2 separate regions of the Mus musculus genome follow, and region 2 is linked to region 1. The links are chromatin contacts, called in public HiChIP or PLAC-seq maps. All regions are on one chromosome and are shown on one strand. Each heading gives the region's core, a stretch centred on a gene start, on an enhancer-like site or on the middle of the called end of the contact. The rest is flanking DNA. Distances are from core to core; before and after follow the strand shown. Region 1 holds the start of Hcrtr1 (hypocretin (orexin) receptor 1). Region 2 holds the start of Spocd1 (SPOC domain-containing protein 1).

Region 1 (2,960 bases), core at 296-2,795:
CTCTGTCGCTGTCTCTGTCTCTGTCTGTCTCTGTCTCTGTCTCTGTCTCTGTCTCTGTCTCTCTCTCTCTCTCTCTCTCTCTCTCACACACACACACACACACCACAGTCCCTCTTCTCTGGAGTCCTTCATCCATCCCCTGCCTCAGGCAGCACTCAGAGCAGACATGACAGTTTTAGAGTCCTAGAGATCTGTGGCCTATATTCTTGCATACAGATGCCACAACTACCCAAGGACAGAGTTTCTGCCTTGGGTCCAGCCACTCCCATTCTTCCAGAGTAGATAGAGGTCACCAGACCCAGAAGGGTGATGTCCTAGTCATCTGCTCACAGACCCCCTGTTTGCATCTCCAGTGCCTTAGAAGAGGGTCTGGCTGCAAAGGGAAGATGGTGGTTACAACTCCCAGGAAGGAAGGGATGTGTGAGAAAGGACCCTTGCTTGGACGACACTGTCTTGAGGTGATAGGTGGACAAAGTCCCCACCCACCTGCTAGGATTCCCAGGAGACCTGATCCAATCATGTGCACCTGCTGTTGTCTGCCTTAAAGACACACACACACACACACACACACACACACACACACACACACACCTCCGTGTTAACCCAAGGGCCACTTGGTCCTGCTTCCGGCTTCAGAGCAGGTGTTGCTGTTCTAGGAAGTCCTGGGTGAGCTCTTCTGCTCTGTTGTGACTCTCAGCTCCCTAGGTCTCACCCATCTTTGTGGACACCATAGGGAAATGCCTTACTCCCCGGAAGCCTACATCCTATGCAGAACTGGGGGTTAGAGGGGCTCTGGGAGATCTGAGAGTGAAACACAGGTTCGAACCTCAGCACTGCCTCTGACCTTGGGCAAAGCCCCGAGCTGTGTGTATCCAAGGACTTATCTGTAAAATGGGGACAGTAATAACTATCTCCCCCAGGCTGACGCGGGGATTAAATGAGATCATGCATTGAGTATCCTGTGGAAATGGCGGCCGTATTACAGGTTCATTGCTTGCCACAGAGATTGGTAAATATTGAGTTAATGAACGCCTCCAGCTTCCCTTCTTCTGCCTCCACCTCATGTCTGTGCTTTAGGAGGGGGAAAGTAAATGTGAACAAGAAGGATTTGGGGCAGGGAGAACGGGAAAGATCAGGGCTTTCTGACATCTCTGGACACCAGCTGCTCCAGCGCGTCCTGAGATTGCTTGAAGGCGGCACCGGCATCCTCTTACCCTTATGCCACTCACCTGTGCCACCACCCTAATCGGTCAGGTGAGGCAGCAAGTAGTGGTGGGGTCCACCCCTGCTCTGTGGCCCCTCGACGCTCCCCACCCCAGGTGCGTGCTGAATGCCGGGTGGCGGGAGCGTAAGTGTGCGAAGGATGTGAATGAGCCAGTGGACGCGTGAATGGAGGTGGATGGAAGCGTGAAGTACAAGGCGGGGCTCCAGCTGGGTGACCTCGAGTGCAGACAGGCCGGGGCTCCCTCCCCTCTCCTCCCAGCATCCCGCTCCGCTCCCCTCCCCGCGGCGCGCAGCCCTCCCTAGCCCTCCCGAGCTACCGCGGGCACCAGAGCCGGGACCACGCAGCCACTGAGCGGACAGCGCCGCCTCAGGAGGGGGCTACCCCGCCGCGTCTCCAGTTCCGCACCAAGGCGAAGTCCCGCGAGCAAGGTCCAGGTTCCAGCAACGGAGGATGCCCGGGGCCGGGAGCCAACAGGTGCGGGGCGTGGGCGACCCCCAGGACTGACTTGGGGATTCCAGAAGAGCATCGGCAGGTGATGGAGGGGGCTGGAGTCTCTGGGGACCTGGGTGCCGGAAGACTGCGCCACCCCCCACTCCGCTCACCTCCGGGAGGTACCCTTTAGCGCACTTGCTGCCCCTTCTGGGAATCCTCCCAGACCCCCTAAGGAGCAGGGAGGTCCCGCTGGGAAATCGGTAGGCCAATGTCTCTGCCCCTTCCCCTAGGGCTCTCGAAAGGACTGTCCATCCTCTTAACACCAATCTGGGGTCGTCCCTACCCAGCCAAGGGAAGAAGGGGTCTGAGCAAGGGAGGAGGGAGCGGCCTGAGCCAGGCCGGATTTATGAATGGAGAGCGGCCTGCGCACCGGCTCAGCGACCCCTGGCGGCCGTCGGGGAGCATCTCGGCCCCGGGGACTCCAGGAGACCTAGCAAGGGGGGTCTTGAGAAGCCTGTTTCTTGGCGTGAGGATCCTCCTTTCGTCTCTCCTAGGAAGGTGCTTACCCGCACTCCTCTTCGCGGGTCTGTGCGTTCCCGCGCGTGTACGCTCACTGAGGAGGATCTGGCAAGTCTAGTGGGCGGGACCTAGGTCTTTAATATCTCCCTGCACCCTTTTCCCAGCCAAGGGAAAAGGCTTGAGGACTGACTCAAGAAAGAATATTTGTCGTTGGGGATGGGTTTCCTTCCTAAATCTGTGGTGGCCGGAGGACTCAGACTGTCCTGGATTGGCTTTGTGACCTTGAACAAGGGACTCAACCTCTCAGCTTCCCGTCTCTCCATCCACACAACAGGGCTTGCTAATAATGATACCGAATACTGACTGGAGGGCCAGCTTCTGGGTGTACCAGGCTCTGGGTGAAGTAGTTCCCAAACCTTAGAGCTCAATACTCTTCATCGTGGCTCTGGAAGGTAGGTAACTTTAATACTCTGTTGGACCACTGGGTGGGGAAACTGAGTCTCAAGGAGGGAGGTAAAAGGTGCCTAGCTCCACCATTCCCACCCCATGACTAAGAATAAAGAGACGGAGGTAGACAAAGTCCCTAATGTCCTCTTCTTTCCTTCCTTCCTTCCTTCCTTCCTTCCTTCCTTCCTTCCTTCCTTCCTTCCTTCTTTCCTTCCTTCCTTCCTTCCTCCCTCCCTCTCTCCCTCCCTCCCTTCCTCCCTTCCTTCCTTCCTCCCCTCCTTTCTTCCCTCCTTCCTTTCTTCCCTACCTCCTCTCCCTCAGGAAGTTTGGTCTGAGA
Region 2 (2,960 bases), core at 260-2,759, 210 kb after region 1:
GAGACACTGGAGTTTACTTCTGTTAAGTGCCACACCCAGCCATCCTACCCTAAACTATCAGCTTCAACTTACCAGTCTGGGAAAATCCTTTTTACTGGCTCCCTCTGCGTGATCCTGGCTTGAGTCATCTGGACTTGTCCAAGGCCGCTTCTTCACATGTGTAGGTCTTCTCTGCTCTAGGGGTGCACCATCGAGCCCACCCAAGGGCTCTGGGGAGCTAGCACAGGAATTGGCTGGGGCAGAAAGTCCTTGTTCCAGCTCCATCCTGGACCCTGACTGGGCCTTGTCCTCTGGCCCCACCGGGTCAGGTGGAGTGCCAGGGCTGCCAACCACAAACGCGGGCTGTACTTCCTGCTGATCTGTAGAATCCTCAGTCAGCACCTCTGGGTACAGTGCTGGACTCTGAAGAGGCTCCTGGGTGACCAGACTAAGGGGCTCGCCTCCAAAGAGCCCTGGGAATTCAAAAAGGTGATCAAGGCTGTCTGGCGCAACCCCATCCTTAGAAAAGAGCATGTTTTCAACCTCGGTTTCTACAGCACATTCCACCCAACTTCCACCTGGCTCTCCAGGCTCAGTGTCCTTAGAAGAAAGAAGCCTTGGGGGACCTGCAAAGGCCTCTGGAGAAGCACACTCGGGAGGGTCCCCATCTGGTCTTTGACCAAACCTCAGGGAAAAACCTGACTTTTCCTCCTCCTGGGGACAGATTCCACACTTCCTGCATTTCCTTCGGAAAGGGGGCAGGACTGGAGATGGGGGCGGGCCCTTTGCACTGAGCCCCTCTTTGCTGAGTGTAGGATCCTCTGGGGAAACCATTCCTTCGACAGTGGTGGCTTGTCTAAAGCTGGGGCTGCTGGCCTCTTCCATTCCTGCTGGCCCCTCTGTACAGACCAGTACTCTATCTGGGAAGTCCAGTGATGTACCACAAAGACTTCTGGAGCTTCCAGTAGCCAAGAAGTCACACAGAGAGTCCTGGAACCTAGACAATGTCCTCTGTCCACCAGCCCTGGCTAAAAACTTGTCAACAGGCCTATGTGGAAAAGAGGGAGGTCTCAGGGAAAGCCTGACTGGGTAGTCCTCCCCGGCTTGCCAACTCACCTCCTAGACATGCTCCCTCCCCCGACCCCCACTCCTCGCACTAGTCTGCAGAAGGGAAGCTATCCAGATAGGGCCACTCCTCTGAGCTTCCCAAGAGCTTTTTTACCCTTTAAGCTTTCTGCTTAAATGAAAAAGGGTAAAAGTCACTACTTATCAGTGACACTGTGAAATGAGGTATCTCGCTTCACCCTAGCTGGTTCAGAGACTGCCCAAAAGCACACAGAGAGCAGAAAAGAGGAGATTCTCCCAGAAATGCAAAAGCCAGCTCCACACGGAGCAGAAATCTCAGCCCTATCTATACCCCACTCCTATAAACAGGACTCTGAATCAAGCCAGTCCCTGAACGCACTAGGACCTCCGACCTAAAGCTCCAACCGCTTACATCTGAGCTGCTACAGCTCCTTCTCCTTCTACTCCTGGGGGGCCGGGGGGGGGGGTTGAGGGAAGAAGCACGTGATGCGGAGAAGATGGTCCTGGATCCAAGGGGTGGGAGGCAGGACCTGGTGGTGCCCAGCAACGGCTCCCTAGGGGTGCTGGCGTTCTTGTCCAGCAGGAGGCGCTCGCTCCCTGCCGAGGGCTTCTGGGAGGAGGTGCCAATCATTCTGCCTCCACGCGACCGGGCGGGGTGCGGGGTGCGTGGGCAAAGGAATCGCAGACCCCCCGGATGCCGAAAGCTGCCTAAGATTGTAAACAGAGTGGAGGAGGTGTCTGAAACCCCTGGGGATTGTTAAACTCAAATCTGATTATTTTTCCTAATTAGATATTTTAATATTGTCTGGCATACAATATATCTAGACACACATGTGCCTTCTAGTCGAATAGAACGTCAAGAAATAGAAAAGTTTAAACTTCCTCTCATTTCTCAACCCTCTACTCTGTGGAACTTTGGGGTTTTTCTTTGTGGTCGATTTTGTTTGCCTGATTTCATAGCTATGGGTGACACTCCCATGCACATATCACTTGGCTCTTAAAATTTAAAAACCAAGTGATATGGCACTTAATAATCCATTAATCTATTAATTATTTATATTTATTGTTAATAGTATAATTAGTTGTTGATTATATATATTATAATTTATGATTAATTAGTTATTGATCCCACATGTGGTGACTTTATTTACTATTCTTTCCCCCCTCCACCCAGTTTTTAGTTTTTGAATATTTTTTAATTTTTAAAAATTGAATGTATTGGGCATGGTGGCCCATACCTTTAATCCCAGCACTCGGGAGGCAGAGGCAAGCGGATTTCTGAGTTCCAGGCCAGCCTCGTCTACAAAGTGAGTTCCAGAACAGCCAGGGCTATACAAGAGAAACCCTGTCTCAAAAAAAAAACGACAAATAAATAAATAAATAAATAAATAAATAAATAAATAAATAAATAGGAGGAGGAGGGAGAAGGAAGGGAAAGAGAGAGAGACAGAGAGAGAGAGAGAGAGAGAGAGAGAGAGAGAGAGAGAGAGAGAGAGAGAGAGAGAGAAGCAAAGTAAAATGTGAAGTCTGCCCAGCACCACCCTCTGCCTTTGAATTCAGAGGCCAGCCTGGGTGTATAAGACCCTGCCCCGAATTAAATAGATACAACAAATAAAATACCAGTTGCAAGGGATTCTGGGAAGCCACTTCCACCTCACCTCTTCCCAAGAGAGCAGGAAGGCACACTGGAATGGGAGAATGGAAGCAATATTTGAAAATATCTTTCATCTAATTAATATGTCAATTGCTTTCTCTCTCTTATGAATTTTGATTTGATTTGGCCTCATGAATCTCAGACTGGCCTAGAAATCAGTAAGTAACCAATGGGAGCCTTAATCTTCTCACTTCCAGGGTGCTGGGATCACAGGTGTGGACTACCACAGTGGTTTATGCCA

Evidence for each region. HiChIP or PLAC-seq counts read pairs in DNA pulled down with a chosen protein or histone mark.
Region 2: a FOXA1 HiChIP or PLAC-seq map of pancreatic cancer cells shows a contact between it and region 1. The contact joins the promoter of Spocd1 here to the promoter of Hcrtr1 in region 1. A contact is called at or near these places in 3 of 115 datasets of contacts at active chromatin or transcription factors (embryonic basal ganglia, embryonic stem cells and pancreatic cancer cells) and 1 of 9 other capture datasets (adipose tissue).

What each region holds. Positions count from the first base shown.
Region 1 is chr4:130,137,747-130,140,706 of GRCm38.p6, reverse strand. Hcrtr1 (hypocretin (orexin) receptor 1) reads left to right here and starts at 1,545. Exons shown (of 9, transcript NM_198959.2): 1 at 1,545-1,699; 2 at 2,511-2,628.
Region 2 is chr4:129,927,316-129,930,275 of GRCm38.p6, reverse strand. It overlaps Spocd1 (SPOC domain-containing protein 1), which reads right to left and starts at 1,509. Exons shown (of 15, transcript XM_017320505.1): 1 at 1,478-1,509; 2 at 73-1,027. The coding sequence starts at 1,479.